Regions from separate parts of the Mus musculus genome. Here region 1 is linked to region 2. A link is a contact called in public ChIA-PET data. All regions are on one chromosome and are shown on one strand. Each heading gives the region's core, a stretch centred on a gene start, on an enhancer-like site or on the middle of the called end of the contact. The rest is flanking DNA. Distances are from core to core; before and after follow the strand shown.

Region 1 (2,999 bases), core at 199-2,698, 81 kb before region 2:
ACTGATGTGGAAGATAGATAAGTAATTTCTGCCTGATGTCATGGCAGTCAGTGATGGAGATATTTTGTAATTCATACCAATTCTGTTCTTAGTTATTTGCCTGGCATTCAATGAGAGTGAGAAGATTGAGGGGAAGGGGAGGGGAAGGGAGAAGAAGAGCAAGCTATCGATGAAAATATCATGGCATTTCTTACCTTTTTGCCAAACATCATGGGTTTGGAACAAAACCAGCCTGTAATAATGAAGGGGTGCTGGAAAAAAATCTAAGGAAGAAACATATATTGTAAATATAAACTTAAATAAATTGAAGCACAATTTGCAAGAGAAAACTGCACTAATCCCCGTCAAAGTGTTTATCTTTGATGAATTAGGGCTGAGCAAGCACACCTGTGTAACCACAGCCCAGACCTGGAGACAGAATCTGATCAGTACCCACGCTCCCAGTACCTCCTTTCCTACAATCACGATCTTCCGGTGGCCAGCAGGGAAGGACAGCTCTTTGCTCAGCAGCCTCCTTGGCACTTGGGAGGGGCATGTGGATAATTAAAGATAATTAAAGGTCATTGAGAAACACTAACCAACTGGGAGTCTTCTAGAGGAGGCAGCACTAGGGGGCATTTACGAAGTCCTTAGGCTTTGACTCTTCGCTATTTTTGCTTTTGTGTTGATTGATTTTCAACCCAATTCCCTGTGTTGCTACTGCAAGAGTTTCCCTGGTGTACAGGAGCAAACAGGTAAGTGAAGTCTTTCTTCCTATCCACCTGTCTCTGAACACCAGGTATGCTTGGGAGAAAATGGAGACCAAGATGACTCATGGAGGTTGGGCAGTCCTATCTCAGTTTGCCTTTGGTGCTTCTGGAGTGAGACCTTGCCTCAGTTTCTACACCTACATAAAACAAACTGCTAGGAGTGTGAATGTGTTTTATAGGCCTAGAAACTGAGGCAAAGCCATACCTTCATGTCTCAAGTGTGAACTATGAAGAGTGAGTGTAGGGCAGTAGAGCGAGATGGGTGTGAACAGGGGCTCATGGTTCAGGCAAGGAATGGACCATGGACATTGTTAGTATTTAGCAGAGAACAAGAAGAGATGGAAACACAAAGCAGGAGAGGCTAATCTGGTCCTCCTGGAGTCTTTGTCTTTTAAATGCACTGTGAGTGTTTAACTTAGTTTCCTGCAGGACCCCTAAGAAGTGTTGCTTTTTGTTCTCCTTTCACAGATGTGGGAACAGACAGACTCAGTTTCTAAGCAATTCCCTCAATTTTGTATACTAAGAAAGCACTGGGCTGCAGTTCATATTCAAGGGTGACCAGAATCTTTGCCCTTCACCTGCACACAGGGAAAGTGTCAAGAACGCTGCGGTTAATGCAGCCAACTGCTCAGCAGAGGTCAAGGGGAGCAGGGAGAGGAAGTGGTTTCAGAAAATGTGATGGTATGTGGAAAAAGGCCCTCTCTGGTTTCTTCCGTTAGTGAAGAAGGCAGCTGGAGGTCATATCTGCTGTTCTAGGGAGCCTCTGAGACAGGCAGAAACACTGAAATTTGGGACGAAGGAAAATAGAAAACATACAGTTGTCTCTTGAAGCCTTCGATTAGCTGCATCATTAGACAGATGTTTGTCAGTTAATCATAAAGTTTAGGAGAATATAAATGACCAGGCAAGAGCCTTTGCTTAAGTCCAGACACTGAATAGGATAATACACAAATGGTATTGATGTTAGAGACTGTAAAAGAACCACTAGCCTAGGGCCCTGTCTTAGCAGAAGGTCAAAGGGGTGGGGAGGGGCAGTGCTAGTTGTCAAACATGAAAGTCCCTTGAAAAATCAATGTGCTGGGTAGCAAGGGGCAGCAGATGATCAATGGGCCTTTCTGGGCCTTCTACTCTTTGGAAAAGAGCATTTCAAGTGGAGCATCTTAAATAGCAGTCCCCCCTCTCCTCCACCATTTTAATGGACAAAGCATAAATAAATGCAATGCTACAGAAAATACAGATTGTATGTAGTTCCAGGGGCTGAGAGCCAAAGGCACCTATTGGGCTTTAAAGAGCTCAATATTTTATGTCCATTGTGAGAGCAAGGCTGAGTTTGCAGGATGGCTCTTTATTGAAGCCAGGTGTCAGCTGTCTTCTTCGCCAGGAAGGGCGGCTGTTGGAGTCCCAGGAAGCATTTCCTGTGGTGATTGTGCTTTTCTGGTCCAAGTGCCAAGGGCCACCAGTGTCCCCAAGACTCCTACAATTTCTCATTTCTCCCCTTCTCTTTCTGCCCTTTTCTCCCTCATACTCTCCCCACCTCATCCTGTCCATTTCCTTGAGCAATTGCACAAGGCCCTAACACTCAAAAGTGGTTAGCATTTATGTGAGATTCCAAACTTTGTTTCCTGGTCTTAGATCCAGGAGATGTTGCTACCTTATGCTCCCTGTGCCTCCAGCTGAACTGTTTGGACAAGGGTCCCTGGTGTGCTCCCGTTTACCCTTGGCTGAGAAGAAGCCGCCGCTTGCAAGCTTTGGCCTGATGAGTTCTTTCACCAAAGAGGACCTACTAATAAGGAGAAAATGAATCCGTGCCAACCCCTTAGCCCAGTGCCTGGCACACGGAAGGATCCCGGTAAAGCCAGACTTCTCTGCATATCAAAGCAGGAAGACTGGCTCCCCTCTTTGCTCCAAGATAGAGGAGAAAAGAAAATCTTCTGAGCAAGGGCAGAAAAGTCAGGGCCTGGAGCTTGGAAATCTGTCCTGGAGTCAGGCAGCTGCAGGAGACTGTGAATGTTGGAACCTACTGATTCTTGACTTGCATTTGTTCGTATGGGTGAGCATGCGGGTGTAGTTGCACAAGCATAGGTGTGTGTGTGTGTGGGCGGGGAGCCTGCATTCCAAGGCCCAAGGCCAACCTCAAATGTCATCTGTTAGGCTCCGTCTGTCACCCTGTTATCTGAGACAGTGTCTCTCATTGGCCTGAAGCACACAGCATTAGTGATAATTAGTGATAACTGTTATGTGTCTTAGGAA
Region 2 (2,972 bases), core at 77-2,576:
CTTTTTAATCCAGAGTCTACTGGAATTATTCAGTTTCTATAATGCTGAAAGCATGTTCTTTCTGTTAGCTTATAAGCAATGTCCTGGAGATGTGTATTAATTTGTAGAGGATAGAACTGGACACTGAAACTTTTCCTCCTATCTGTTTTACTGACGTTACACTGAACTCAATAAGAAATCAGGGATTTCAAACTATGCAAATCATAAACTATGGCGAGCAGTCACTTACTAAACATACACACGTTGAACTCCAGGCTGGGTACAAGTGTTCTAGGAAGACAAATTCTGGAAAAGACAGTCCCAAACCCAACCTGCTGCAGAGACATGAGAGGCAGGTTAGGGAAGGACCTGTGGATGTCCTCATCCAGATTGGGTGGCACCTTGCTTTGTACCTCTTAGAGATGCAAGATGGCCAGCCTGGAACCTAAATGCAAGAATCCCAAAGGGTTGCCTCTTCTGATGGGTTTTAGTACCAAGTCCTAGACAGTATGATTTTCTCGATTATTTCCTCAAATTCAAAGCTGTAGAGAGTATCTTTCCATCACTAGGTGGGAATAGAAGGAATTAGCTGTGTGAAGGTGACTGTCAGCTGGATACTATCTGCTTTTCAACTTTCTGCCTATGTGAAAAACAGTTTGTTTTTCTGGTCCCATAGAATCTAGAGTTAGCTGCAGGTGGTCTAGCTTCGTGTAGATCCCACCCTCCACCAGATGTGCAATGTTTGCTTGAATAGCAACTTGCAGCTTGACGTTCATTTGCATTGATGTTTTCATTTTGAAGTTATTATTCCTGAGACACTGAAGGTAGGGTTTGATGTGAGTTCACCCAGGAATGTTATTTTTTTGCTATAGATTAGAGATTTTTTTTTTGAACACTCCATAGCAGTGGACATGTGAGCCAGGCACACATTTCTGGGCAACTCCCCCAATATAGGAAACAGACAAAGATGGATGTTTGCTGATACCCTCGGTGTCTAACCGAAGGTTTTTTAAATCCCAAGATATGGCATAAAGCCTCCTTAGGGGGAGATACACTAACCAAAGTGGAAAATTCCTCTCCACATTTGTACGTGAGCAGAACCTGCTCGCAGTATGTGGTAGCACATGGAAAGAACCTGGCAGTGCTGAGGGATGTCACAGGACGCGAGTCTGTGAACTTATTTTTGTGTTTACTGCAGGGATGTTGTTAAGGATGTGGTTGCCAACATCCCACAGTGTTTCCTTTACAAAGATCTGCTGAAGACGTTTTTTTTCTCTTCCCTCAGGACTCTGAATTAACCACAGTCCTCCTGAGCAGCTGCAGAGTTACGTCTTTTAAGTTCTCTATGTCGTGGTCTTTCACTATGTGTCTTAGAGACAGGGGTTCCCAAACCTTACTGTATTACTCAAATCATCTGGCGAGCCCTTGAAATGCAAATTTCCAGGAATCCCCGAGAACAATTACATCAGGATCTCTGAAAGGGGATCAGCAAGTTTTCAAGTTCTCTACACTGGGTGCAAGGGCAGCCAGGGCTATGGGCACTGTGGGAGTGGGAGTGAGTACTCTAATGATCTGCTGTGGGCATCTCCTTCTCTTATCCAGGTGCCCGAGTGTTCCTTCTTCATGTCAGTTTCTGCCCTGTAAAAACTGTTCAAGCACAGGTGTTATAGCTTGCTTTCTGTTCCTGGGACACATACTGTACTCAAAAGCAATCTGCAGAGGAAACATTTTCTTTCATTTACACTTCCAGGTCAGAAGTCATCGTTCCAGGAAGTGAGCGGAGGAATGTGAGGCAGAAACAGGGAGGGGCCCTTCTTCCCAGCCCCTTCTCTGGCTATCTCTCAGGCCTACTCTCTGCTAGCTTTCTCATAAAGCATAGGAACATCTTCCTAGGGAATAGTGCCACCCACAGTGAGCTATGGATGCCCTCCTGCAACAATTAATAATTATGAAAGTCCTCTGAAGACATGGTCATATGACAATCGGACCTAGGCAATCCTCAAAAGGGGCTTTCTTCTCAAGTTGACTTCAGACTGTGTCAGATTGACAATTAAAATTAGTCAGCTAGAGAGATGGCTCAGTGGTTAAGAGTACTGACGACTCTTCCAGAGGTCCTGAGTTCAATTCCCAGCAACCACATGGTGGTTCACAACCACCTATACTGGGATCTGACACTGTCTTAGCCTGGTGGTAGTGGCCTTTAATCCCAGCACTTGGGAGGTAGAGGCAGGAGGATTTCTGAGTTCGAGGCCAGCCTGGTCTACAGAGTGAGTTCCAGGACAGCAAGGGTTACATAGAGAAACCCTGTCTCAAAAAAAAAAAAAAAAAGAAAAGAAAAAAAAACAAAACAAAACAAAAACAAACAAAAAAACCCACAACAAAACAAAAATTAGCTGTGTGTGTGTATAGAAGCTTATAAAAGTTAAATAAATGACTATGAATTGTTCCCTTTAAAAAATAACATTTGGTGATTGTCATATTTTCTCTTGTGGTATAAGTGCTAGTCTGTGTCTTCAAACAAGGCTAGATATACATGAAATATACCTGGAAGAGGAAACGGGTAAGCGTTGAGGGTGATGGTGGCTGAGGGGGCTCTCAGGGTTAGATGCTTGTTTGATCTTTGGGAGGGAGCCTTGGAAAGAGTGAGTGCAGGTGAAGAGGCTCAGAGAGAAGTGCAGCTGCAGGTGGATAGCTCCCACTGATTGGAGGAAACACACTATTAGGGCCGCCTGAATTCTCCTACCTCCCTGTACTTCTTATCTGTGCTGAGTAGCCACAAAGGATTGTGAGAAATGAGGACGTAGCATGGAAAGGAAGCCACAGGGTCAAGAGAGCTACAAACGGGGGAACCTGTGTGAAGGTGGCTTTAGGGAACAGGAAGGCAATCAAAGGAGTATTCACCAAGGGATCCTGAGAGAATGGTGCAAGATGGAGTCTGGGCGGAGACTGGGGGTGAAAGGGACTGTGTTGTTTAGACCTTGATAGAGAATCGG

Evidence for each region. ChIA-PET counts read pairs in DNA pulled down with a chosen protein or histone mark.
Region 1: an RNA polymerase II ChIA-PET map of memory CD8 T cells shows a contact between it and region 2, with 23 read pairs. The contact joins two enhancer-like sites. A contact is called at or near these places in 1 of 15 datasets of contacts at CTCF or cohesin (pro-B cells), 5 of 484 Hi-C or Micro-C datasets (Th1 cells, bone marrow-derived DN3 thymocytes, double positive thymocytes and 1 more) and 5 of 115 datasets of contacts at active chromatin or transcription factors (the 230-238 cell line, CD8 T cells, DN3 thymocytes and 2 more).

Annotation. Positions count from the first base shown.
Region 1 is chr14:78,436,655-78,439,653 of GRCm38.p6, reverse strand. No RefSeq gene overlaps it. Among named protein-coding and RNA genes, the nearest start is that of Akap11, 99 kb to the left of the region's middle. Within about 2 kb of position 1,448, at least 38 of the 459 cell types and tissues checked have an H3K27ac peak or open chromatin away from gene starts, as enhancers often do. A contact at or near this core is called in CD8 T cells, double positive thymocytes, memory CD8 T cells and 1 more, where this site is marked.
Region 2 is chr14:78,355,210-78,358,181 of GRCm38.p6, reverse strand. No RefSeq gene overlaps it. Among named protein-coding and RNA genes, the nearest start is that of Gm30662, 25 kb to the right of the region's middle. Within about 2 kb of position 1,326, at least 54 of the 459 cell types and tissues checked have an H3K27ac peak or open chromatin away from gene starts, as enhancers often do. A contact at or near this core is called in CD8 T cells, double positive thymocytes, memory CD8 T cells and 1 more, where this site is marked.